Linked DNA regions of Gossypium hirsutum: all the other regions are linked to region 2. Evidence: chromatin contacts called from public Hi-C data. All regions are on one chromosome and are shown on one strand. Each heading gives the region's core, a stretch centred on a gene start, on an enhancer-like site or on the middle of the called end of the contact. The rest is flanking DNA. Distances are from core to core; before and after follow the strand shown.

Region 1 (4,430 bases), core at 1,157-3,656, 160 kb after region 2:
GTTTTCCACAAAAAATCTGCGTGTTCTTATTTTTATTTTTTATTACTTTGTGATCATTCTTATTGTCATTATCGACGTCTAGTATAACAAAAACTTATATTAAATCTTGATTTTTGCTTCTTAATTCACCAAAAAAGAAATGCTAATTGTAAAAAAGAAAAATGTAATTAATTAATAACCGTTAATGGGTTTTAATTTAATCATGCTAATTGTATTGTTTGTTTTTCTTTTTCTTTAAAATAAGTTTTGGTATAAATATTTTCAAGTCCCATGACCTTGATTAATTTATTTACCACATGGCTGCATCCAATTGACCTATGTGTCAAGAGCCATGTAAGAGAGATGACATTAATAAACCGAATTAAAATTCAGGTACCAAAATCTACTTTTTGAATATACACCAAACTACCAACTAATGTAGGGTGAATTCTTAAGTGAAGCAGGATACCCAATTTATAATTTACGTACCAATCCTTTTCATTCATGCCTCTCTGGCGCATGTTGAAGCTACTTTCTTTATTAAGGACCTAAGGTTAGAGCTCATCGCTTTTCAATTGATGGATACAAAAATATAATATATTTCCTACCATGATTTGGAATCCAACCTAAAGTTCTCTCTTCACATTTAATCAAAAGATTGCTACCAAATCTAGTAATTTGGTTGGTTTTATTATAAGTATTCATATTGTTGTTAGTGTAAAATTACGTGGGTTCGAACATGTTATCGTAAACTCATTTTCCTATTTAAAGGTTAGAATTTAATTATTTTATCATTAAAATTTGAAAGGATGATATGTGTCTTATAACATATAATAAAATATTTAAAAAATAAATATAAAAAAAAAGTACATGACAGTTTTTTTAACTTTGCTTGTAGTGTTAAAATATTACACTGTTTGTATACTAAATATTTACCATCAACTTTGTATAATGTAAATTATTAATGTGTCAAAAAAAGAGCAAAGAATAAAATAATATTTAGTCCTTAAATTTACTAAATTTTCTCAATTTGGTCCTTAATTTTTTCTCTGAACTTGAATTCCATCAATAAATTACTCATTGCTTTGTAATGTCATTTAATAGGTGATTATGTGGCACTTTAAAATTGTACCATGACATCATTTTACTCTTTTAATTATGTAATTTTAAAAAAATATATCTTAATATTTAATTACAAATATATGAAAGTTTACAAAGAAAATTTGAACTTAAAAAAAAAACAAATAAAACATGACTTAAGTTTTTTTTTTTAAATACTGCTTTTGAACTCAAACATAAAATTGACTTTCATGTTTAGGAAAATCACTTTTAGAGTAAAATGATATTTTTAACCATTATTTATATAATCCAATGTATTTTATATAATATTTATATTAATTTTACAATTATTTTCGTATTAAAATTTATTTGAAATATATAACATTATATATTTAAAATATAACTTACATATTCAAATTAAATTTTAAAAAAATTAATATTAATTACTTAAATTTTTTGAAATTTATATTTCATATATATAAATATTAATAATGAATTATAATAAATTATTTTTTATATTCTTATTAAAATATCATAATAATTTTTAATATGAATATTATTTAAATGCATATTTTATTTTATAACATCATATTTAAAATTGACATTTTATTTTTTTAATGCATTTTTTACTAAACACTTAAAATTTAAACCAAACTTTAAAAAAACACTTTTACACAACACTCTTCAAAAACACTTCTAAAATGTAATGAGAAATTAACCCTTAGCATGAGACATGGTTCAAGGAGTGACAAATTGATCCTTATGGCACTATCCTCACCACACATATGCTCAACACCATAGACAATTATCTACTAAATCTAATATTTTTAAACCACACCAAGTTGAATTGATCAGAACATCAATTCGTCATCCCAACGATTGAATTATAAAATTATTAAAATTTTGAGAAATTAAAAATTCGAGTTCAATAATAACAAATTTAACCCATTCAAAGTCTCATTCTAAATCAATACATTGATCAATTTTTTTTATCTAATTGACCGATCTGATTCGGTTCAAACAACATCCACTAAATCACCACTATTAATCATTGTTCTTAGCAATAATAAATACTGGGATTTTTTTTTCTCCACCCTGGGCTCTGCTAAACATAGAGAACTTAAAAAAAAAAAAAAAACAGAACTGAAAATGAATGGAAAAGGACGGTGAGTGCAGGCCACATAAAAATGGGTGTTACAAAGAAGCAAACGCAGAGCAGATGAGAGAAACATATGTGCTACTGCGGCCCATTTAGCTGGACCAGGACCCCAACTGACGTTGCAGTATGTGAAAGTCCTGAATTTTTGTGCGATTGGGCTAGGCCACTTGCAACGAAGAGCGAGAACCATTGTCCACATTCCACAAACATGTGGCAACCATAGCTTCATACGTGCCTTATCTTCTTGCTACGGTGGTCGATAGAACTTTGATCACTCATCTGCATAATAAGGGATGGAAAACACACGCCATCCGTCTCACCACTAAACCCCAACTATTGTTTATCATGGCTTCCTCAACTTTCTCCCCTGCAGCTCCTTCGCAGGTGTATCCCAAAACGTTTCATTACTTTAAATTACTCTGTAAATTATTCCTTCAAGACTTTTTACTGAAGGTCTTTTTTTTATGTGTGTGTGTTCTGGTATGAAACAGCTATGCGCCGGCAAGAGTGGCATGTTCTGCCCATCACGAGCGTTTCTTGTGAAACCAACGAGAACCCATATGGTCAAAAACGAAAAGGGAATGAGGATCACATGCCAGGCCACTAGCATCCCTGCTGATAGAGTGCCAGACATGGGCAAGAGGCAGCTCATGAATCTGCTTCTGTTGGGGGCTATTTCACTTCCCTCAGGTTTCATGTTGGTTCCTTATGCAGCCTTCTTTGTCCCATCTGGGTAACTTCTCCTCCTCTTTCCTTGTTCAGTTCCTAATCAAGTATCGAGATCTGAGGATGCTAAATGATGCATCTAATTCTTATAGGCAGAACAACATGATCGTGGTTAAGTATGACCACAAGCATGAAATTGGTCAAGTATTATGTTATCTCCAATATGATGGTAGTATATATAGAATTGATCCTTTATTTTATCAATTATAAGCATGTTCTGAAACCATGGAAAAATAGTTATTCAACTTACTGTCATCAAATATTAAAATTATAAACCATGTTATTTTCCCTAATTAAGTGGTTGATGAATTTTCATTCAAAAGATTTGGCTTTACTTGATAGGTTATCTCATTATCATTTATCACTGTTTGTATTAAACCTTTATTACCAGGGGACGGGGTACCGGTGGTGGCACCGTTGCCAAGGACGCAATCGGAAATGATGTAATTGCCGAAGAATGGCTCAAGACTCATGGCCCTGGGGACCGAACCCTGACTCAAGGATTGAAGGTAAGTACACATGGTGTTAATTACAGTTTGTTATAATTGAATGTTTCAGACCATCCTAAGAGCATTCAACATGAAATAACGAAGAGCTCTGGTTTCTTCTAGGAAATTGTTTGCCATGTAAGTTCTTTGGCGGTCAACAGTGACTTATGAGCTATGCTTGCCATTGGTTGAGCTCAATCTTTTTTTATGTTTAGGTTATTTGTCTCTTGCTAATGTTAGGCATGAGAAACCATTAACGAGAGCAGTAGCAGTAACTGCATTATGAAAGTTGATATAAAAATGGATTTTGTTTATTTTCAGGGAGACCCAACCTACCTAGTGGTAGAGAAGGACAGAACTCTTGCAACATATGGTATAAATGCTGTGTGCACACACCTTGGGTGTGTTGTTCCGTGGAATCAAGCCGAGAACAAGTTCATATGCCCCTGCCATGGATCCCAATACAACGATCAAGGAAGAGTTGTGAGAGGACCTGCCCCCTTGGTGAGTCTGATTGACAGCTAAGTTATACATTTTTGGTTGTTTCACTCATCAACATTAGGAAAATCTCATCAGGCCATAAACCGCTTGGAAATATAATGTAGATGCTCTTCTTTATTAAAGAATCTTAGAATAGGTTTATCCCTCATGATTCATTGCCAAACAAACACATGCATTTAGTATTGTATTTAAAAGTTTAGGCATCCAAAATTTTTTGTGCTCAGAATATGTTTTTGTATCATTTTGTTATAGTTTCTTTATATATATATATAATCTAATTGTTTATAGTAATGAGTTAATGGGCAACTTTATTGTGTGATCGAACAGTCCTTGGCATTGGCACACGCTGGTGTTGAAGACGGGAAGGTAGTATTTGTTCCATGGGTGGAAACAGATTTCAGAACCGGTGACGCTCCATGGTGGTCTTAAATATCTCCACAACCATTGGCTCAGGCTGTTTGTTGGGTTATATTTGAGATTTATTCAGCCAGTATGTTTTGTAGCGTTGCTAAACATAG
Region 2 (3,986 bases), core at 1,073-3,572:
ACTCAGTCCCTAAACAACGGTATTGCTCATTCAGTGTGGGTGGAACTACGCGCATGGGTGAAAGACCGGCATGCTAATACATATCTAGTTGCATTCATCGTCACATTTCATATCATGAACATGTTCTCAGCCAGTTTCGGTTCTACACTAGTCCAACTATTCAACCAAATCAGGCATCAATAAGGTATGGTTAGCCATGGTCATTGAACCAAATGACCAGGCTGCAGAAGCTGCCTACCCCTGTCCCATCCAAAGATAGATGACCGCTCACTCGACCATGATGATACCAAACAAGTGCAACACCTGAAAAAGGGTGCAGTTTTGAAGTACAAAAATCTGGTATTCCTACGGTATTATTAACATGCCTGAGCAAAGAAATCCAGTACGGCAAACCATATACATATACATATACATATACATATACATTGAACAGTTAATTGTCGAAACACAATCAGCAGGAAGTACACAAGAGAAACCCAAGAGCCCTATTTCTATCCATCTATACAAAGCATACATGTTCGACACCACACAAGGATCTCACTCTTCTTTGACACAACAAAGTCTTCACATTTTGGATTGCCTTTCATCATTTGCTGCAATATCATTGCAGGAGCCATATCAGTAATCAATCATCCTCATCCGGTAATTCAAAATAAAAGCTGACACTTAATTAGCAAAGGAGTTCACTAGATATATACAGAAGTAAAGCCAAACTATAGGTTTGAAAACTAATAATGCATTAAATGGCACATTATCAATATGGGTTTTACATTAAGAACAAAGCGTTTGTTCTCTGCTACTATTAAAAGGCAATTCATAGGTGTGAAGGGAAAGAAAGAATTCACAAATGGGTCTTAAACAGATTAAAGCTTGGAGTCATATTAATTACCTGAATCAGTAGGCACTCGTCAGTGCTCCAAGTCATACTAAGCATCTGATAACAAGAAATATGAATCAATGAGAAGTAATTTTTATAGTAATATACATAATTGTTTAACTTAAAGATTACAAAAAACAAATAATACTAAGGCCTTGCATGTTTCTGCAGCTCTAGAAACAATGGTAACACCAAACACAACATGTAAGGCCTAAAGTATTATGTGTTATGCACTAAATTCCGCATCTCCAAGTCCATAGGCCATTTCATCAGGTTAATTCCAAATGTCTATAATCATGATTTCTAGGCTAAAATATCATGTACTAGTGCTATCCCTTCAATGGTTTAATAATCTTCATTATTTTCATTATCTTTCCCAGCCAATACCCTAACAACTAAGCAAAACCTCAATTCAGGCTGGTACTTCTTACTTCTCACAAGTCATAAACTATAGTATTTGGAACTTCTACCAAGCAGTTCATCATGTTCATAAAGCCATAAAAACTCTCAGAAATGGAACCAGTTGATAACCATCAAACACAGACAAAATCAATTACAAAAACGAAAACCCAAACCTGTGTATCCCTCCTCCGCATCATGACACTCCTGTTCCTCTTCAGGTACCGGCTGCAGCTCCACATCTTCAACAATGTTCTTCTTCGTCACCTTCTCAGCTCCACCATTTCCATTTTCCTCATCAGGGTACCGGACCACTACCACAGGACAAATGCAGTGGTGGACGCAATAATCACTAACGCTTCCTAGCCTTCCCTTGCAGGTTCTTCTAGAGGCTCCGAATCCTCTGCTCCCCATGATCACTGCACTCAGCCCTAATCTCTCCACTTCCAAACACAATCTCTCCTTCATGTCATGGTCTTTTACTAAGTGGATTTTAAACGGAATCTGAGCATCCACTAACGGCTGGGCCAGCGTGTTCGCTTTGGTTGTCGTGAAAACGTCGAAGTCGTTCTCGAGTTTCTGCTGCGACTCTTCGTCGGAGTGATCGCCGCTGATGGCGGTGGCGTTTTCGTGATTATTCGTGGAGTTGGGGGTAATTTGGAGTTTGATAGAGCCCCAGTCGGCTCCGTAAAGGACGGAAGTCGGACGTACGTGGAGGAGGACGACGGCGTCTCCCGGACGAAGGTAATTCTGGACAGCCCAGCGGACGGCATAAGCACTCTCGTCGCTTAAGTCAACGGCGATGGCGATGCGACGCTGAGAACCGGCGATGGGGGTAGAGAAAGGGAAACGTGGGGAAGAGGGCTGGATTCGGAGGGAAGCGAGGGATGGAACCTGAAGGTCGGGTTCCGATGGATTGGGTTGTTGTGGATTCATCGGCACAGAAGACAAAGGTTTTTGGTTGACCTTTTTGGGGTTTGGGAATTGAAGATCACAGAAATTTCGGTGAGCTCTAAAAACTGCTGACAATGGGGAGCCGCTAATGGGAACTATATATCGAATGGGCCATCCAATATTTCTTTAACTTTCTCACGTGCAGTAAAGGTTTTTTTTTTTTTTCAAATTTAATAAAAATAAAAATGTAAAAGTAAAAAAAAAATTAAAATATTTCTTTTTATAAAATTAAAAGAGTAAAATAAATTATTATCACATTTTTTTTATGAGTTAAACTAACCCGCTACGTTTTAAACAACATTCATACAAATATTTATACTTAATATTTTGTCCCTCTAAAAGTATTTTACTTATTATTCCGCTACCTAATTTAGTCCACAATTTTAGAATGCGCTACATCGACATTTTTATTTTTAATTTTGAGTTTTAGAAATTGAACAAAAAAAATTAAAAGAAATTTTAGAAGATTTGTAATATTTGAAATTTTAACTAAAACATTCTAGATATTTGAAAAAATTGAAAATTTGGAAAAAAAATTCAAAATATGTAAATTCTAGAAAATTTAAAATATTTCTCTTTAATTTTTTTTTTCAAATATACATATTATTCTTTTAGATCAAGTACAGCTTCTAGAAAACGTATATCATGAATTAGAGATATCATGAGTTTCTCCACCAGGCCCATAAACTTGAAGTTGCGCCATTGCACCTTGCTATTTTCCCTGGATTTGGTATTTGGGTTTCCAACTGTGATTTTAATTTGTTTATTTTATGTGAGAACTCTAGTTCCGGAGCGTTGCTGCACCTGCATTTTAATGGAGAAAAAGCTCAAGAAACCAAGCTGCCTTTGCGCTAATTTGTTTACTGGTACGGCATTTAAAGCTGGTGTTCGGCTAGAAATTGCTCATTGTGTGATTTGTAAAACTAAAATGCCAATGCCGCTTCAAAAATTATAGAATGCCGTAAGCCAAGTATTTTATTACATGCATTACTTTTTATCGAAAAAGATTTGATAACTAAAATGCCCATGTTCTGTGTGGAAACAAGGCAGGCCATACTTGTATTCTCAACCACCTTTGATTGATACCTGTTCTTCCTTGTCTCAAATAGCTTTGTGGTTGTCCTTTGAAATATGTGTTTTTTCCCCTCCCAGGAATCCTCTTACAGCCTTGGACAACAGGAATAATAATCCATGTTTGAAACTATCCCTGCCACTCTTTATTTGGTTACTCTCCTTAGGAGCAGACACATTCTCAGCAAATCTCTCTCCGGTAATCAGACCATTGTTTCATCGGGTGGAAACTTCGTGTTCGGCTTCTTCACACCAGGTAAGTCTTCCAACTACTACATAGGCATATGGTACGGCGGCAAGGTCTCTGAACAGACCCCAGTTTGGGTTGCAAACAGGGAGATACCGGTCCGTGATATATACTCTTCAGAACTGAAAGTATCTGATGGTAACTTAGGTTTGTTCAACGAGTCCCAAGTACCAATTTGGTCCCAAAATATTAGCTCAAGCAACTCAACTTCTGTAGTAGCAGTCCTTGAAGATACAGGGAATCTTCTTTTAAGAGATGGTCCTAATTCATCAACACCTTTGCGGCAAAGTTTTGATCATCCAACACACACATGGCTTCCTGGTGGTAAGATTGGCTTAAATAAACGAACCAAACAAAGTCAACTTCTTATTTCATGGAAAAATTCAGAAGATCCTGCGCCGGGTTTCTTCTCTCTGGAGCTAGATCCCAGAGGAACCT
Region 3 (4,011 bases), core at 866-3,365, 160 kb before region 2:
GAACCGAAAGAAATCATCACCTGAATTTCCAGCCTTACAATCGTTTGCATCGTTGGTTTGAATGATGAATTTTCGTGTTTCTGGACTTATGCTTGTGACCCTATAAGTGCCACTAGGAACATCAAAGGTAACTTCCCCTGAAGAGAAGTTGCAGTGAAAATTGAGGTACATGGCGTCACCACATTTTGGTCCAGTGCTAAGTGGATATGGAATCAGGTTTGTGCCACAAGTCTCACAACTTCTTCTGGTTGATTCTGCAAACATAAAACGACTTCAAATTTTATCTGCATGTTTTCTCAAGGATTATAGTTTCACACAATGTTGAGTATGACCTTAGAGGCTTCTCATAAATCTATATATTGCATCTAACATAGAAAGGGGATAGTCATAAAGCAAAATGTACCATTAACTTATCAAGGATTATGAATTCAAGCGAATTTGAGAAGGAAAAGAATTGTACCTACATCAGAAACGGGTAACCGGACATTAAGGTTACGGCCACCTTCGTACTCTTCCTGGATATTGTTGAGATCTTCCAACCAAATCCAGCATGCAGCAATGCGGCTACCACCTTGTTGCATATTATCAGGTTCTTCATAGGAAAACGCCTGGCACTGACAGTTGCTAAGGCACTCAAATTTGCATTCCATTTCACCCTTAGCATTAAACTGAGAGTCTGGATTCCCCACTTCCATCATATTCAAACTCAAGAACGTATCGATCTTAGCCTTCTTGTCGCAGATTCTCGAGTTCCTAGTGCATCCATCAGAATAATCCTGGTTATTCCAATTTGCAGGGGAGCTAGGTGCAAAGCCAGGCAGACATTTACACATCAAGTCATTGTTACTGTTGCAGCTACCGAAATTTCCACATGCATTGTAGATACTGCATTTATCTCTAGGCTCAGCCCAAATCAAGGACCAGATCTTCCCAGAATCCCACTTGAAATACTGAATTTGACCGGAGAAACTGATAGTCATCCTTGTGTCGCTGTATAATGAGGAGGTAAGATGTGGCATGGACTCGTTGTGGAGTACAACGGTGGTAAAATTTGACAAAAAGAAAGAAATTGCTGATGGCATGGCTGAAGGCATCCCATCAGGGCCAATGAATTTACCAGAAACACCACTTTTCCAATACCTTGTTGTTCTTTTCCAAATAATGAACTGGTTTACTCTTTCTTGGTCTATCTGAAATGTGAAATTCCCTGGAGCTGGATCATCAAAACTTTTCCAAGAAGTTAGTACCATATTTTCATCCATTCTCATCCCTGGAAGAAATGTATCAGTGGGATTATGAAAACTCTCCCATATAATGCTTTCTGAGTGGCTTTCTTGTTCTTCATTGAACAGCACCAGGTTCCCAGTATCTGTCAGTTTGGCTTTTGTATATCCAGAAGGCACTGCTTTAAGATTCGTTGACCAGAAAGATTCCCCATTTCCATCCAGCATCTTGAGGTTGCCATCTTCTCCAACAACAAAGACTCCACTATCATCTAAAAGTGGCTTGTCTCTATTGGCAACCCATACGACCGTTTGCGGGTTTGAGCCATAATACCATATCCCCAAGTATCTCCTGGTGTTGGAGCTTCCATTAGGAGTAAAAAATCCAAGTTCAAACCTTTTTCCTGGCGAAACCAGGCTATCTCCTTCACCATCACTGATCGAACTGTTTGATGTTATGGTCTCTTTAGCAGAAGAACAAAGAATGTAACTGCAAAACACAAGTGTGTGCAAAAATAATGAGGATAGCATCTGTCTTGACAAACGATTCTTGCAGTAATGATTTTTGTTTTGAGTATCAAAAACTAGGGAGACAATCATTAGCTTAGGAACCACCTGTTGTGTAGAAATTTTCATATTCTCTTCTCTATGTAACAAGTGATGTGCTGTTGTTTTCCATTATCTAAAAACGCCCCCACCAAGCACAAGGCAGCTAAAACTGTTCAGGAAATCGACTGTCAAGGATGATGGTGAAATATTGTCGCATATAGCTGGAATAGGATTTTTAAAAAATGAATTTTCCCTTGTGATTTTACTCTTATGCTTTTCCAGGTAGCACCGCCAATTGTATTTCGGATTCAATGTTCTTAGTCTAAAAGTAGTCCGTTGCTGGTCTTTAAACCTGAAAAAAAAAAACCTCATAGAGTGTGTTTGATAGGACTCCAAATCTCGATCTCAAACTATGAACACACCTTTAGAGGGGGTTAGCAATGGCATAGGTAAGAGTGGGGTCAAAAGTGATTGGATGGTTTGGGCAAAGAAGTCAAGGCGCTTGGATTTTTTGGTTATTAGGAGGGACCCCCTTCACTTTAATTTGTGCTTTTTCGTCTTCTTGTGTGATTAAGATATGATAACTGATTTCGCGGGACTCCATGCACTTCCTCTTTTCACCATTTTAGCTTTATTACTTTATATTAGATGAAAGCGACCCCATTTAGACTATATTGTCAATGTTTATGGCTTTTTTTTCAAGTGTGGCAGTCGCTTTCATGATCCAATGCCAGAAACTAAAGCAGCAAGTCGTTCAGTGAGATATGGCAGCTACGTTGCAAGGAAACATGGGGCCAAATGACTCCAAGCACCTCCCTCTTTCTTCCCCTTTCCTCCTTTCACAGTTTTTTTTCTGCTGCCAAATTAAATTAAGATTTTGAGGATAATAAAACGGATTGTAACTGAATTTTTTACTGAATTGAACAAATATTTTAAAATAATTGTTTTCAAAAGCTCCGATAACCCTTTAGGCCATCTCGGTGACTGATATGATCTTCTAAATTCGGGTCTAACGTCTAGGCTAGGTTGGGAAGGTTATAGGTATAGTGGTGGTGTCAGTGTTTCCCAGAAGCGACTATTGTCCATCTTCCTCACTTAAAATCGGATGATAAACCTATCTTGTTATCAATGAACTCCCCAAGACAAGCTCGGAATGATAGGCCTTTTCGTTTCTTAGCCCCTTGGGTTAATCATCCGTCTTTTGCACAACTTGTTCGTGACAATTGGAGATATGGGGCGGACATATTGAGTAATCTTAGCTCACTCACTACGGAACTAAAAAGATGAAATTCTAAGGTTTTTGGTCATATTGTTAGAAGGAAACACTGGCTTGCTCATCGTATTGATAAGGTTCAAGCTGCATTAGACCGAAGGTGTTCAAGTTTCCTTTTGGAACTTGAATGTAATTTGCGTGTGAAGTATGAAAAGGTCCTTGATGAGGAAGATTTACAATGGAAACAAAAATCAAGAATAAATTGGATTCAGTTTGGAGACTAGAATACAAAATTCTTGCATAATAAGCTCTCGTTAGGCAAAATTTAAACAGATTTTCTGCTTTAAAAGTTGGAGATCTTTGGTGTAATGACAATGAGGTTCTTCAAGAGGAGGCAGTCTAATACTTCTCTTCACTCTACTCTTTGGATGATCAAGCTCTCGGCTTGTTCCCTTTGCATGGTTGTTTCTCGACTCTAGATTCTGGCTCTCTAGATTTTCTAGCTTTGGATGTCATTAGTGAGGAAATTTGTAATGCTTTGTTTAGCATGGGATCCTTGAAGGCTCCGAATTCGAATGGAATCCATGCTTTGCTCTACCAGAGTCAATGGGATACGATTAGTTCAGACGTGTAATTAGGTATGTGGAGTTTTTCTGGTCATACTCTTATCTGTAGCATTAATAAGTGTCGAAACCCTTTTAATTTTGAAAAAAATGGGGATCGACTTTGAAAAACAAAAATGTAGAGTCGCCACCAATCTCTTGATGTAGGTGTGATTGGATCACCTATTAAAACACTTTACTCAATGAAAAATAAATTTAGTTTATGTAAAATAAAAAAAGGGGTTCGGGGAGTCGATTATGCATGAGGAAGGGTTAGCACCTTCATTACGCCCAAAAATTGGTACCCAATTGATTTGATGTTATCTTTATATCAAAAGTTTTTTTAAAGAAAAGATTTTCCGAAGTATGATTTTTTTTTAAAAAACTGTTTGAATAGCTCAAAGTAGAGGTCAAAAATCTCTTG

The links. Hi-C and Micro-C count contacts between places; a contact is called where the count stands out from the background.
Region 1: a contact with region 2 is called in a Hi-C map of leaf, with 4 times the contacts expected there. The contact joins the promoter of LOC107886732 here to the promoter of LOC107886676 in region 2. A contact is called at or near these places in 4 of 34 Hi-C or Micro-C datasets (leaf and petal).
Region 3: a contact with region 2 is called in a Hi-C map of leaf, with 2.4 times the contacts expected there. The contact joins the promoter of LOC107886818 here to the promoter of LOC107886676 in region 2. A contact is called at or near these places in 7 of 34 Hi-C or Micro-C datasets (anther, callus, leaf and 1 more).

What each region holds. Positions count from the first base shown.
Region 1 is chrA03:106,719,411-106,723,840 of Gossypium_hirsutum_v2.1, reverse strand. LOC107886732 (cytochrome b6-f complex iron-sulfur subunit, chloroplastic) reads left to right here and starts at 2,406. Exons shown (of 5, transcript XM_041101058.1): 1 at 2,406-2,581; 2 at 2,689-2,930; 3 at 3,315-3,432; 4 at 3,733-3,931; 5 at 4,240-4,430. The coding sequence starts at 2,543. The coding sequence ends at 4,268.
Region 2 is chrA03:106,879,773-106,883,758 of Gossypium_hirsutum_v2.1, reverse strand. It overlaps LOC107886676 (universal stress protein PHOS34), which reads right to left and starts at 2,322. Exons shown (of 3, transcript XM_016810721.2): 1 at 1,453-2,322; 2 at 890-934; 3 at 328-593. The coding sequence starts at 2,212. The coding sequence ends at 927. It also overlaps the pseudogene LOC107888105.
Region 3 is chrA03:107,038,963-107,042,973 of Gossypium_hirsutum_v2.1, reverse strand. It overlaps LOC107886818 (G-type lectin S-receptor-like serine/threonine-protein kinase At4g03230), which reads right to left and starts at 2,115. Exons shown (of 8, transcript XM_016810899.2): 1 at 461-2,115; 2 at 1-254. The coding sequence starts at 1,859.